Regions from separate parts of the Gossypium hirsutum genome. Here region 1 is linked to region 2. A link is a contact called in public Hi-C data. All regions are on one chromosome and are shown on one strand. The core of a region is the stretch at or near the end of the contact, and the rest is flanking DNA. Distances in the headings are between cores, read along the strand shown. Region 1 holds the start of LOC107949842 (homeobox-leucine zipper protein HAT5). Region 2 holds the start of LOC107950098 (dnaJ homolog subfamily B member 4).

The links. Hi-C and Micro-C count contacts between places; a contact is called where the count stands out from the background.
Region 1: a contact with region 2 is called in a Hi-C map of leaf, with 2.1 times the contacts expected there. The contact joins the promoter of LOC107949842 here to the promoter of LOC107950098 in region 2. A contact is called at or near these places in 2 of 34 Hi-C or Micro-C datasets (both in leaf).

What each region holds. Positions count from the first base shown.
Region 1 is chrD03:37,536,139-37,539,855 of Gossypium_hirsutum_v2.1, reverse strand. It overlaps LOC107949842 (homeobox-leucine zipper protein HAT5), which reads left to right and starts at 1,670. Exons shown (of 3, transcript XM_016884619.2): 1 at 1,670-2,286; 2 at 2,379-2,776; 3 at 2,858-3,363. The coding sequence starts at 2,151. The coding sequence ends at 3,199.
Region 2 is chrD03:37,403,917-37,407,502 of Gossypium_hirsutum_v2.1, reverse strand. It overlaps LOC107950098 (dnaJ homolog subfamily B member 4), which reads right to left and starts at 1,793. Exons shown (of 2, transcript XM_041090055.1): 1 at 1,032-1,793. The coding sequence starts at 1,651.

The DNA of each region.
Region 1 (3,717 bases), core at 421-2,920, 130 kb before region 2:
GTTAATGTCATCAGTATTGGTTTTTAGGGAAAAAAAAGAAAGAAAAGAAAAAGAAGTTTAGCATTCGTATTTTCGTTCATGATTATGGTTGAAAATCATTTGACTCGATCAGCTCATCGAGAATTAAAAGAATTTTTAGTTTGATATGGAATCCGAAATTGAGATTAAATAAATTGATAAAAGGTATTAAAAAATTACAGTGGTTTAGTGTAAATTTTCAAAAAGTAAAAATATGTAAATAGCACCAGTTTATTGATTTTAATATTTTCAAAAAGTAAAAATATATAAATGCCTCTTGACTCGAATATAAATGATAGAATGAATGCTGTAATCATTAGACTAGTGATGAGATCCAATCTGAAATGGGGTTATACCAAATAAAATTATAAAAGTGGTTATATTAAATTTTGTCTTGTTTAATGATAAAAATAGATGAACTAATTCTTGTATATTTGATCAAATAGCAATTAAAAATTTTACTTTTTTTTTTATAAAAATTGACGTAGCTGACAGAATAATTAAATAATTACACTTGTTGTGTCATGTATACATCATGCGCTAATGTATAAAGACCAGTTTTTAAAAGTAAAATTGGATGAAATTATAATCGAAAGATCAGTTTACTCTTTGATGTAACATATAAAATTAATTATATTATTTTTTAGTAAAAGAGGCGAAATATAATCTAACTCTTAATATAAAAACTTTCTTAACAAAGATACTGGAATTGAGTGATGTGGTTGATAGAGGGGAATCACGAGAACCAAAAGGAAACGTTGAAAGGGAGGAAAGATGGGGGCAGAGAGCAAGAGGCAAGAGTGGGTGGTGGGGTAGTGCAGGGAACATGAAGGGCCAGGCTGAGTGAACCAAACCATTCGTGTATGCCCCTTAAATTTCGACCTCATCCACTCCTCTCCTGAAACCGACTTATTTGATTTTCTTTTTACACCCTTCTTTTCTCTTGTCTTCTTCCCCCACACCTCTCCCTTTGCCTTATCCCTCTCATTCTTTATTTTAAATATTCAACTGACTTTAGTGTTAACCATTTGTTTTTGGATGAAAAGAGAAGGATTGAGTTATTCCCATTCCAACCTTTGAACGACGGCCATCTTATTTTCGTCTTCCTCTCAACCATGACCAAATGCATGATTTCATTTACTATCTCTCTTAAAAGATATTATTTTGAGTTTAATGTTGGCTTTGTGCCTCTTTCCTAAGCCCTCAACTATCTCAATACCCCATTGTTTTAATTATTATATTTTATGATGATATTATGGTATTAGTGGAAATTTATTTTTGAAAAGGATATGCTTTTCAAGAATATTAATTTATATTATTTTAAGGGTGTTTTTATATTTTAATAAACTTAAAAGAAAAATAAAAAGCATAGCATCATGATATTAATTTAAAATGTTATATTTTTAACTATCTCAATTTTACTCTTTTAATCAAAACTATATTTTATTTTTATATTAATTTTTGATAAACTTGTTACATATATAGTGAATATGCTATAATCTGATTATCGTTTAGGTCAAGTGCGTAAAAATTTTACCTTTCATTTAAGAGTTTGACTAAACTTTACTTTCGATTTAACCGAAATCAACCTCTCTATAAAACACCCGAAAATCTATAAAGAAAAATAAAGGCATAAAGAAAATTAAAGGAGAAAAGAACCCCTTAAAAAGAGTTCATAAACAAAAGTAAAAGCAAGGGGGGCATCAAAGTAACTACAAGCACACCAATCCCCAAAATACGAAACCCCCCATAAGCTGGACCTTATTATTACCCCATCAAAGCTCAACAACTCCAAGATAAAGAGTCCCCTTCTCTTTTTTATTTTCAATTTGCCACTTCCCTTTTCCTTTGTCTCTCCCAGCTTTCCTTCACTTTCCCCACTGCCAAATCTCAACAAAATTTTAGCTTCTTCTCATGAGTGATGGGCATGAGCTGCCGTTGTTCCAACACTTCTCATTTCGCACAAATCATCATCACCAGCTTCTTTCGCCACAAGCCTTGAGAAACCCCAAATACCATGGTGGCCATTTTTCTTTTGTTTTTAGATTGTATAATGGTTTTGAGGATTAAGATGATTCCCTAAAAACCAACCAACAACAACAACGTTTGATCCCTTTTAGCCTCAAATTCTCATGGCGGGTGGGAGGGTCTATCCTAGTAATAATGATACCACTGATGGCGTTCCTAACAATCTCTCTGTTTTGCTTCAAAATCAAAGGCTTCATCCCCTTTTCATTCCAGGCTCTTCTCCTTCTCCTTCTTTTCTTGGTATTTTTACTATCTTGTTCTCACTTTGGGTTTATCTAAATATCCTTACTTTTTCATAAATTTTGCAACTTCAATTGATTGGCAATTTTCAGGGACAAGATCGATGGTAAGCTTTGAAGATTCCCTTAAAACAAACAGGCCCAAAAGATCAATTTTCAAGATGTTTGATGAACAAGAGAATGGATATGATGAGTATTTAGAAGAGTGTTTTCATCAACCTGAGAAGAAAAGACGGCTAACTGTTGACCAAATCCAGTTTCTAGAGAAGAGTTTCGAGGTCGACAACAAGCTCGAACCTGAAAGGAAAATTCAACTGGCTAAAGACCTTGGGTTACAACCCAGGCAAGTTGCCATATGGTTTCAGAACCGCCGTGCACGGTGGAAAACAAAGCAGCTGGAGAAAGACTATGACACTTTGCTAGCCATGTATAATAGCCTCAAGGCTGACTATGATGATCTCCTCAAGGAAAAAGATAAACTAAAAGAAGAGGTAATTAACAAGCAGCTTTACACGAACTTAAATCTTGATTATTTTCATGTTACTATCTTATATTTGTGGTTGTTTTTATAGGTTCTTCAACTCACAGATAAGTTGCAAACGAAAGAAAATGAGCGAAGGAACTCAGAATTTTCTGATGTGAAGCCATTATTATTACAAGAACCATCACAAAAGCCAATTGTTGTTTCAATGGCAGCCTGTAAACAAGAAGATATTGACTCCGACAATATCCCACAATATTACAGTGATGAGTTTCATTCTTCACTGTTGGAGGCTGCTGATTCATCTTACCCTTTCGAACCAGACCAGTCTGATTTATCACAAGATGAAGAAGATAGCTTACATCCTCCTGCAAGTTTGTCTAATTTTGGTTTCCCTGTTGAAGATCATCCTTTCTGGTCTTGGACTTATTAAGTTATATATCTACAATGCAATCCATATGTGTATATGTGTGTATATGTATATGTATATATATAAATTGAGAGATCAATCAATGGCACCCTCAATGGTTTGCTTTACTTCCATGCAAGGAATGTAATTAAATAACGTCTTTTTTTATGAGAAGAGTTGTTGGATAATCTTTTTAAGTTGCACTTTTTTTATGATTTAAGGGAGAGAATACAATCTTGATGCATGATCAAGATCTTTGCCTTTGATTTACATAATTTGTATCAATTGTACTACTTCACTATTGTTGAAAAAGTACATATAACGAGAAATTTAATAACAAATTTCATCTTCCAATATTTACATATTCTATTAATTAGATCTTAAATCTAAAAAAATCAACAAATTTATCCCTTAATTTTTACAAAATTTTTCATTTTAATTCTAATTTTTCGTTAGAAGAGGGTGATGAAGATTAAGAATCATCATAAGAGTTCTTAGAGCTTGTTGGAGCAATCCTCTTAATGAAAGTCATATTCTTCTCA
Region 2 (3,586 bases), core at 544-3,043:
AATTCCCCACTGGGGGTGATGCCTTTAAAGATGGAATGATACGGGGTGTATAAACCAATTCTTATCCCAGAATATTCTCCTGCCAAAAAATGAAACAGAATTATTCAACTCCCAGAATCTTTACTTCAGAGAACAAAATGTCCTTACTAATGCATCTTACAGTCTAGAAGAGAAAAGTACCTTACAGAAATTTTAAGTAAGATTATTGAGGAGATTTAGGTGACTCAAAATCACTAGATTCCCTCACAAAGCATCTTCAAAGCTGTGATGTTCAAATAATTGATCACCCTTAACAGGAATTCACTTATTCTGTACAGTAGGAGGGTAGCAATGTTTGAACATATGATCTCTAACCAACCTGAAATACCTGACTAGGGAATGCTAACGGAGTCAACAGTCTCTGCTTGCCTATTGCTAATCTCACATTCCACAAAATTATGGTTTGGTACTTCTTATGATCATCAAGAAAACAGAAGATGACCTTTCCTTCCTCGAGTCAACCATGCAAGGCAATGACTCCCACAACATTGATTTAAGTAAATGCGAAAGTGCTTCAGTTGACCGGAATTCATAGCAAACAACTCGAAATACTTTCTGACCATAAATAAAACCAAATAGAACAAGAAATTTAATCCAAAGAAAAAACAATCATGTAGAACAATCCATCCTCTTCAAATTGCGAACTACTAGTTGGAGGAAAAGTATCTTAATTACTCACACCACTAGCATTGGATGCCAAATAGAATGTAGCTCAAACTCAACTCTAGTAAAAATATATCATTTGCATCTTTATAAGAAGCAATTAAAAATATAGCATTGCCTGCCATCAAGCAACAAAAGGGTTCTTGTACTCCAACAAACATTTCACTATCAGACAAACAAAGTTCTCGTCTTTTCAATGACATAAATCCCAATAAAAAAATAATAATATCAAAAGACAAATATCAATTTATCCATCATTAAAGTTAAAAGACTTATAAATTTTAAAAAAAAGAAAAAAAAAAAGAAGAAGAAGAAGAAGCTTAGCTTACCCTGAGACGGAAGGGTCAAAAACATTCCTCGCAATCCTCATTTTCTTCTTGGCACCTTTATAAAGCTCTTCCAAGCTACAATGCAACACATTTTCCACGGCAGCGGCTTTCCTCAATTCTCCATTACTAGTAGTGCTACTAGTCCCGTAACCATTACTATTCCTAAAATTCCCTTCTCTAAACCCTCTATTTCCTCTTCCACCATTGGCCTCCGCCCCAAACAGCTCCTCGTATATATCATCCGCGTCCCTCGGCTTAAACCTGAAAGGACCCGTATTCGGTTGCTGCTGCCTCTGATTATTATTACTATTATTATAGTAATGGCCAGCTCCGCGGGGATACGACGCCGACGTGGAAGCGTGAGATTGGTTAGGAGGCGGGAATTGTCCGGATTTGAGAGCCTCCTCGCCGTAAAGATCGTAGATCTGTCGTTTCATCGGATCTGATAGAACATCGTAAGCTTCGGAGAGAAGCTTGAATTTGGCTTCGGCTTCGGGTCTTTTGTAGGAAGGGTTCTTGTCGGGGTGCCAAATCATGGCCAGCCTCTTGTAAGCCTTTTTGAGATCCTCTTCGTTGGCGTGACGATTCACTTTCAGAATATTGTAATAATCGACGCCCATGATTCTGTGTTTTTTTTTTCTTTCTTCTGTTTGTTTGGCTAGAAAGAAAATATTGAGGAAGAAACGGAGAATGTGAAACTGAATTATGGAAGGGAAGGCTGTGACGGGAAAAGAAGATCTGACGGTTAAAAAAGAAAAAAGAAAAAATTGAATCTTTTCGTAATATATATAATAATATAAGATGATATCTTCAAAAAGGTGTGGGGCCTATACGAATAACGTGCTGCTAACTACGTTTCTAAGATATGGCAACCAATTGATATATTTGGATGCAAAAGTTGAAACCGATTCTTAATTGAAATTTAAAAAAAAAAACTATTAGTGGATTGAGTTTTTTAACTTTGATTAATATTTATATTGTTGTTAATAGGTGGATGTGAATTCTAGTGTGTCGATGTGTATGGGTTGGGAGGAGCTATGAGTAGTTTAGACATTGTGTCAAAAAAACAAATATAATCAGAAATTGTTCAAAAAAATTAAAACATAAATTTTACAAATTTTTAAAAAATTATATATTACTCTTTTTAGTAAAACGAGCCCATAAGTGTTTTTATTAAATGTGTACAGATTTGTTATATAGGTGAATCGAATTTTAGATAAGTAATATTGCCGAATTAGTGACTAATTATGGTACAAGGACTAAACCATAAAGGTGGTAAAAGTTAATCACTATAGATTTTTATTAGTTAAAAGGCTTATATGGTAAATTAACCAAGGTTTAAAGTGGAAATTAACTACTTTTTAATGGTAGTGGATGGTTGGATTGATTTCCTTTATTAAAATAGTAAAACTTTAATAATAATATGATATACATAAAATATGAAAAGAAAAGTTATCATCCATTTTATTTCTTTCATCTTCAACCAAAAACACAAAAGAAAACTTTGAGAAACCATTGTTTTACTTCAAACTTGTTTGATCCTCTTGCATGATAAGTCAAACTAAGCCCATTTTTCTTAAATTTTATGTTTTGGGATCGTTGAAGCTCGATTTAGCTAACCCGAGTGTTATTTTTCAAAACTGTTAAAGTTTCAAAGTGTTACCATTGAAGAATGCTCGATGAAATTGATATTATTTGGTTAGATTTGATGCTTAGATATGAAAAAGAACTAAATTGTAAAGTGAAAATTGATAGTTTTGAACTTAGTGACTAAAGTATAACTATTTCAAAATTTACATGAAATTTTTGTAATTATAGATAATTTAGGGTTATAAAATGATGAAATTGAAATCAGATTGAAAAACAAAACTTAAATGTGAAAGTTATAATTGTTCCGGTTTTAGAGACTAAATTAAATAAAATGCAAAACTTGAAGGAATATCTGATAGATGAAATTGAAATGATACATGATTATAGTAGGTTGTTAATTGATGTTTGGAACTGATAATTTAACTGAATTATGATATAGATCGAGATTTAAACTAATCGGAGGATAATCACGAAAAAGGGAAGATTGTATATTAGTCCCTGAAAGCTTATCCGTTGTTGTTTTTTCCATGTAAGTCCATATGGTATGATTGTATTTAAATTTTTATATAATTTAATTATGAATTTTTGTATGTTAGATAGTAATTTTAAACTGTTTCAATTTGGTACAAAATGTGAGATATGGACTAAATTGTAAAGAAATGATAAATTGAATATGATGAATTTAAATTTAAGATATTTATTGAATTGATAGTTGATTATGATTGATTGAATCGTATTGGTATGAATTTGATTTATTAAAGATATAGATGACTAAATTGAAAATAATGTAACTTGGTGAAATTGGCTTGGAATTGAGACGAATCATGCTGTGCTATGTATGAAATGATATCTTAATTGATGAATTAATGATATTGAGATCGATATAAAGAGAATCGAATTTATAATGAAATTGGATCTCTGATTAGCACTTCAGTGCTCTCTATTTAGCACTTTTATGCTTTCTA